Linked DNA regions of Triticum aestivum: region 2 is linked to region 1. The links are chromatin contacts, called in public Hi-C maps. All regions are on one chromosome and are shown on one strand. The core of a region is the stretch at or near the end of the contact, and the rest is flanking DNA. Distances in the headings are between cores, read along the strand shown. Region 1 holds the start of LOC123092455. Region 2 holds the start of LOC123092456 (phosphoinositide phosphatase SAC8).

The links. A called contact is a pair of places that touch in the nucleus more often than the background predicts.
Region 2: a Hi-C map of leaf shows a contact between it and region 1, with 4 times the contacts expected there. The contact joins the promoter of LOC123092456 here to the promoter of LOC123092455 in region 1. A contact is called at or near these places in 2 of 5 Hi-C or Micro-C datasets (both in leaf).

What each region holds. Positions count from the first base shown.
Region 1 is chr4B:417,429,747-417,433,724 of IWGSC CS RefSeq v2.1, forward strand. LOC123092455 reads right to left here and starts at 2,283. Exons shown (of 11, transcript XR_006444602.1): 1 at 2,056-2,283; 2 at 1-1,150.
Region 2 is chr4B:417,581,744-417,585,667 of IWGSC CS RefSeq v2.1, forward strand. LOC123092456 (phosphoinositide phosphatase SAC8) reads left to right here and starts at 1,748. Exons shown (of 16, transcript XM_044514239.1): 1 at 1,748-3,924.

The DNA of each region.
Region 1 (3,978 bases), core at 1,033-3,532:
ACGACGCTATAGGTGGGGAAAATTTTGCATCTAGCTGTACTGGCATCCAAGAAGCTGAGGCATCCATACTCAACTTATTATGGTGTTTGTTCTCCCTTAGGATAAGATCTGTGCCAATTGAGCTGCAATCTTCATTATTTCGAGTCACACTATGTAAAAGCAAATTATTTGTATGACAACCCTTCTGTGCCAGGTAAGCCTCACATGCTGCTATAAAAGATGCAAACCGCTTCCCATCAGGTGAGACACAATATCTGTTCTTAGCTCTATCGTCTACAAAGGTCCACCCTACTGATTTAAGATGGTGCTTTGCAGACTCCCGTTTGGCACGAGCACTAATCCTGTCGTTATTGCGATAGTATGAGATGAATTCTAACATGGTCCGGCAGATAGCAGCTGATGCGGAATCCAGCTTATCCGAGACAATTGACTCGACATTTTTATTTTGAAAGGCTGCAGATGTTGAAGTTTCTGCTGATCTACAAGAGTCTCCTATTTGATTTCCATCTTGGGTATGTTTGTCACATACAGACCGTAATTCTGCAATAAGGGCTGCAAGTGATCCCTCCCAAAAAGATTCTGTTCCACACATCCACGTATTGTCTTCTGTCGTCAAGGAAAGATTTGACCTCAGGTCATACCATATCTGCCTGACTGATACAGGTAAACCATCTTTCTCTTCATGTGACAACAGCATTTGGAGAAACAACCAGGTTCCTCGTGGTTTCCATGTTCCAGTAACTTCATCCCAGTCCTGAGTACGGCGTAGCTGATCGACTGCCATAATGCGTTCATCGCCTTCATCAGGAAAAAAGACCTTCCTCTCCATGGAGCCTTCAGCGTGATCAGCAATGACACCTTCCCAATAGGATCCTTCCACTAGTGCATCAACCCACAGTCCATAGCTTGCATCAGATACCTGCAGCGGTTGATGTGGATGCACCGGTCTTACTTTTCCACGAGTGGATCCCCGAGCCGCACTTGACTTGCCATCGATAGCATCTGACACCTCAACTTGCTCAACAAGAGGTGACCCGCTACCACTGTCATCAACAAAATCAATGTATCTTACAGAGCGGAAGTTGTCCAAAATTTCAATGACAACAGCCTGATGCCATGATCCGCATAGCCCTGGATCAAAACTAATGACCTGCAGAAGAGAAATATATCAGTGAATCTACTCCCATTCACAAGTATGAGAGTTTTTGTAGTGAGATTGCAAAAAAGAAAGGATAGCAACATTTCCAACACGCATCAGTGGTGGTGATAAATGATAACAATGAAGCCGTGGGGAGGAGATTTTATAGATGATGCCATTGGTTGACCATGGTTCATGGACAAGTAAACTCATTAGGTGCGAGCGAAACAGAGACGACTGGCTCACTTCCTATTTTTCTTTTGTGTTCCTACTAAACCAATACAATGCTACACATTCCAAGCACTAGCACTCAACAATGAAGGGTAATTGTGTGTGCGCAAGACAGCAAAACAATCAAGAAAAATGCTACTGCAAAGTGACACTTGGATGAGAGGCCAATAATAACATTCAGTCAGTCGAGTACCAACCAAGAACCCATGATTCCAAACAATTTTCCACAAGGGTACCAACAAAGCAAAGATCTTTTACCATGTCACTGCATCAGGTAGATGAGATGCAAGCAAAATAACTCGGCAGACTAATTAGGCGACAGGCAGACATGCAAGCGCAACCATGCACTGACTAATGCCATTGTTTGACAAGAACTTCATCGCAGATTAACCCAAACATGCTATTTCTGCCGACAGTCTTAGATCGTTTAGATGGATGCCAACTCAATCGCTCCCAGCTGCACACGATTATCGCGCAAAACAACAATCACCGGCGCGTTCTACCGGAACTAACCACATTAGCACAAGTCATCTGATGAAGGTGCAGTGGGCCTCTGTTCAGAGCCAACCACACTAGACTAGACTACAGGGGAAACACGGGAAGTCAAACCCAGGCGAGCCAGCCGCGCGGGAGCAATGCGTAGCCCGCCCGGCGATGACGGCGGTGCGGATTTCGACGGCGCTGACCTCGACGTGCTCGCCTGGAAGAAGCTTCCGCTCCCCCGCGGCGGCGACAGGGGACGGCTCGCGCCTCCGCTTCACGGCCCCCCGCGGCATTGCGGCGCCGCGAGCGGCGACGGATGGCCTCGGATTGGAGAGCCGGGCCGCGGCGGCGGCGGCGGAGGTGGTTGGGGGAGGGGGAGGAGGCGGAATCCAGGGGGGCGGGGCGGAGGTGGATACAGGGGAGGAGGAGGGGACGGGTTTAATGGAGAGGTTATTTTTACAGCACTCGGCCGGTGCTGCTAGTAGTATTGAGTAATTAACGCCGGCGTTAATCGCCCGGTAATTCACTTAGGGTAAGAAAATCCGCCCTTGATCTGCTATTTGAGTCTCGGCAATTAATGAGGTTCGTGAGAATGTAATACTTGCCAGAAAACAAAGTGGTGGTTTTGGTTGTAGGTCAGCGGTAGTAGTGATTCCGTTTCCTTCCGTTTTGGCAGGTAGATGAGGACCTTTACTGTGTTTTGATCTCGGGAGTAAAAATTGAGATATTTGGGAATGCATTGCATGTGATGTTTACTGCGGCCTTGCAAGGGTTTAAGGTCGCCCCGTCCGTCCTTGCGTTTCCACTTGTCTTTGTCCCGCCACTGCGGCAAGGGCGTGTGAATGGCCGTGATGGAGCTCACAAGATCTCAAATTGTTGTTAACTCCTTAAAATATCTCATAATCAAATTAGTGTTAAGCAATAATATAGGCCGTGGGTAGGCGTGAGACACAGCCAATATAGCATCTGCCTTGGGAGAAAAGAAAAGAAATGAGCTGCGCACAGCTCGGAGCGAACAGTACCTGATCTTAGCTGCAGCCTTGTCTTTACTTGGAGAATCGCTAAAGATATGCAGGTGTGCAACACGTGAGTGCGCCCACCGCTGCTGTGAACCCCTAAATGGTGAAGGACCGTCCTTTTTTTTTGGACAGAGAGAGAGAGGAAGGAGAAGGACCACCACCTTGACCATCCCATCTCTGTCTGGGCTCGAACGGGCATCATATCAGCTCGCTCCTCTCTGTCTACGACGAATTGCCAATGTGGCCATGAACTTCATCGGGGAACATGGCGAAAGAGAATAAAAGAAGTCATTTTTTTCTAAAACAGAAGAGGAAACATTGAGCACCATGCGGGAGCCAAGACTCGAACGCGGTCGGGCTGGCCGCACACTCACACGTTGCTTTTTTATCAAATGGTGAAAGAGAATAAAAAATATATTTTTTAAATAGAAGAGGCAACCTTGAGGACCATGCATGAGCAAAGACTCGAACCCAGGTAGGCGGGCTGGCTGCACATTCGCACGATGCTCTCTTACCACATGGTGAAAGAGAACAAAAAAGAAGTTTTTTATTAATATAAGAGGCTACCTTGTTTGAAAGAGAATAAAAATACCATTATTTTTTAATAGAAGAGGCAACCTTGAGCACCATGCATAAGCCAGGACTCGAACGGGGGAGGGGGGGCTGGCTGCACACTCGCACGATGCTCTATTATCACATGGTGAAAGAGAATAAAAAAGGTATTTTATTAATATATATAAGAGGCAACCTTGAGCATCACACAGGAGCCAAGACTCGAACGCGGACGGGCAGGCTAGCTGCACACTCGTGTGATGCTCTCTTATCATTACATGGTAAAAGAGAATTGGTTCACACTATATGTGATCCAAAGTATATGTCTTTTTAGGGTTTTCTTTACTCAAACATTTCTCACTTTGACCATCTACAAAGAAAAAATGTTAATATATAGAATATCAAAATGATACTTCTAGATCTTAAAAAAATATTAGTAGATTTATCATAAAATACATACTTCTATAATGTATGGTTACTTTCAGTTGAGGCGTCATACTTATAACACAACCTAGACAAAGCACCATCTTCACAGCAATAACATGCGCTAAAAAA
Region 2 (3,924 bases), core at 498-2,997, 150 kb after region 1:
AGGGACGATAGTAGGGCGCGGTAGTACCGCCTCTCGGTGGTAGTACCGCTCCTACTTCCGCTCCACTGCCGCTCAACTCGCTGCCCTCCCCTGTTTTCCAGCGGCTGTATGAAGCGGCAGTACCGCCTATCGGCGGTAATACCGCCCTAGTGCATGTACTTCCTCTCCCTCGGTCCTAGTTGCCCTTTTGCCTGCTTGCCACAGCGGTACTACCGCTCCAGCAACGGTAGTACCGCCTAGATGCGGGCTGCGGGCTGCATAACGGTTGGATGTGTCCCCCACTATATAAAGGGGTCTTCTTCTCCAAGAAGACTCACCTCTTCCATCCCCAAATTTCATTGTTGCTCCAAGCTTCATTTTCGCCCGATCTCTCTCTCCCTAGCCAATCAAACTTGTTGATTCTCTAGGGATTGGTTGAGAAGACCCCGATGAGCGTGATGACCGCATCTTCGACCAAGGATTTGATTATCAAGATGAAAATATTGAGCCCCTGCAACAAGAACCGGCCACGTTTGAACAGTTTGCCCAATTTCATCATGAAATGCATGATTCGCACACTCATTTGGATCTTCAAAATGACTTGATTGAGCACGTGTGGAGTCACATTGACAACCAATAAATGTATCGGTTCATTCAAGACAATTTCAATATGGTTGTAAAACTATTTTATTTAGAGACAATTTTGACTGGGTTGTAAAACTATTTTTATTTGAACATGCAAACTTGTTTTGAATATTAAAATATGATTATATGGACATTTTTGACCGTGACAGACAGGATGAGGCCGCGCGCTGGGCGCACGGCCACCGCATTTAAGGACAGGCCCAGACACGATCCTATTGCCCTATCTAAACGGACAGAATCCGCATAAAACGGACGTTCGTTTGGGTCGTGCGCTGCAGTTGGCCTAATGATCTCTCTTCATTTATGATTGAAAGTTTGTTGTACCACCCGTAGTGGGCTATTTGAACCAGATCCGACTCGGTACGAAAGCACCCACGAGCTTTGGGGAATCCGAACCGGGGCCCGCCGCAACAGAAACAGAGACAGGAACGGGTCGCGCACACCCGCCCGCAGTCTCCACCTCCGAAGAGGAAAAAGACCGAGTCACACCGAAGCCGCCAGGCGCCCCGCGAAACGCCTGGTAGTGGCAGCTCGCGTCCCGCGGGTCCCTTTCCGTCAGCTACCCCTGGCCCCACTGAGTAAATCCGAGGCTGGCCCACACGCAGTGCCACGTGAGTCATCACCCCTCCTGTCCTGTCCCCCGCTCTCTCTCTCCTCTCTCCCCGTTTCGGATCCGGCGAGAGACCAGTCCAGCCCAGCCCAGAGCCAAGCCCAAGCCCGCACGCCGATGGCGACCGACGCCGACGAGGCCCCGTTGCTCGCCGACGAGCCCCTGCGGCCGGGATCCTGCAGCCGGGAGCTCGAGCTGCGGGAGTTCCGCGACCGCTACGTCTTCCGCTCGCTCGACGGCGGCGGCGCCTTCGCCGTCGCCCGCTCCGACGGCTCCCTCCGCCCCCTCTCCCCAGGTCACGCCCGCCCTAGACCGTCGGCAGCTTCCCGGCGGCGCATTTCCAGTGGGCTCACTCCTGGATTTGATTGGTGTCGCGTGTTCGGCTCGTGAGTGGGTGTTTTGCTTACCTGTTCGTTTGCTCGCGTGCAGAGGAAGCCGCAGCCGGGAGCGACTGTAAGGTCTCCAAGATATACGGAGTGGCCGGTATGATCAGGTTGCTCGCCGGTGAGTCAAACTGTCAACATTTGCCCGTGCCGTCAGCTCGCCGAAACAATTAAAAGAACTATCCCCAGAACTGAACCCTTCTCTGAAATGTGTTCAGAAAGCTCCTTTCATTCATATATTACTAGTAGCTAAACTACATTTTTTTTTTCGATTTTTTGTTCCAAACATTGAGCAACCCGGCCAGCTATCTCATCAAAAGCTCAAACGGGCAGAAACAGGTGGAAGGAATCAATTCTAAAGTTTGCTTGAAACGGGCCCGGCATGTCCAAACTTTGCTTTCAATAAAGGAGAAACACTCAAACCTAAAGAAAGATTCGTGTTTAGCTTCTGTTGAGGAGAGACTCGAACCTATGCAAACAAGATCAAAATAATGACAACTTATGCAGCTCTAGGACTAACACTCTCCATTATAAATTATAGTAAATGACGGGCTAACCAGAAAGAAGAGAAACATGCTAGAAAAATCACAGAAAAAAAGAAAAGCAACCAACCATAAATCTCTGTTATCATTAAATTTCACTACAGTGTGATTTCACATATTGGATGCTTGGACCATCTGGCATAGTATCTGTACCTCTGCATATTGAAAAGCTTCCCTGGAAAGACATGTTGAAAATGTACCACCCTCTCAAAAGCAAACACACTAAAAAGCTTGCTGCACCAGTTAGAGATCAAATTTAAACTCTGCTTTCAAGTTTTCGATATAAGAAAGACTCAAACCTAAAGAAAGGTTCGTGTTTAGCTTTTGTTAAGGAGAGACTCAAACCTACACAAACAAGATCAAAGAAGATGACAATGTATGCACACTAGGACTAATTTTCCTGAACATGTAGATCAACCTAAACCGAGATATATTGGGAGTAATATTTTAGAAAAACATGGTCATGAAACTCATGCCCTAGAGTTGTGTTATGATCGCTGTTTACATCGCCATCTATCATATGAATTATACATAGCCATTGAACATCTGTTATGTGTTACATGCACTTCGAGATTGAAATCCGTGCCTCACAGAAGGAACCGATTGACAGTCTATATTGCTTGTATCTTGGTATATATCACAACTAATGAAAATTATGCTAGAATTCTCAGAAAAAAATGGCACTCCCATAATTTACTGACACTTGCTATGATTGAATAAAACCTTCTTAAAGTTTGTAGCTATTTAAACTCAACTGATAAGAAGTATATTTGATCACCTATTCTGATAAAAACTAAAAGTACATAAAGGTCATCTAGAAAAAATGATACTCCCTCCATTCCACAATGTAGTGCCTATAGATTTTTGTGAAAGTCAAACTTTGCCAACTTTGACCAAGTGTATAGAGAAAATTGTCTACATCTACAATACCAAACATGTACATTATGAAAATATAACTCACGATGTATCCAATGATGTGCATTTGGTATTCTAGATGTACCTACTTTTCTCTATAAACATGGTCAAAGTTTGTAATGTTTGACTTTTGTAAAAATCTATAGGCACTACATTATGGAACGGATGGAGCATTAGCTAGAAAATCCCACAAAAGCCAAAACATCCCACGGTTGATCTATTTCATTGTTAAAAGTAAATTCTCTGTTCTAATATAATATCGCGCATAAATGGTGCCAATTCCCAATTTTAACTTTAACTCCACATAATGATGTAATACAGTGTTTTAACAGTATGATGATACATCCCCATGTGAGTTAAGGTGGCGTTTGGTTCGATGGCGAGGCTGGGTTGGCTAAGGATATCCTCAACCAGGTGGTTAGGGATAACCACTTTTCGTTGTTTGATTGGGTGGGATTGGATTGGTTGAATATCCATGTTTTGTTGTTTGGTTGAAAGGGTGAGGAGAGGTGGCTAGGGATAGTTATTTGTGTGTTTAACTTTGACATGCCAAGTTTGAAAAATAGAAATACACTTTCAGATAGCCTCTTTTTCTTGTGTGTAGTATTTATTCACGGTAGTACTAGTAAAAAAAAACTTCAAGATACATATACACAAGCACACACGCACAATCAGCCACACGTCCTGACGCATAAATTAGTATACACACACATAATAACAGATCGGGCTGCAGTTCGTAGAGCGACAAATCAGAGAGTAGAATTTCATACAGGGGAATTCGAGCATGGGAATTGAGAGGATTGAGGCACCGAGCCAGCCGCAGCCTAACCCAGCAGAGGCACGCAGAGCT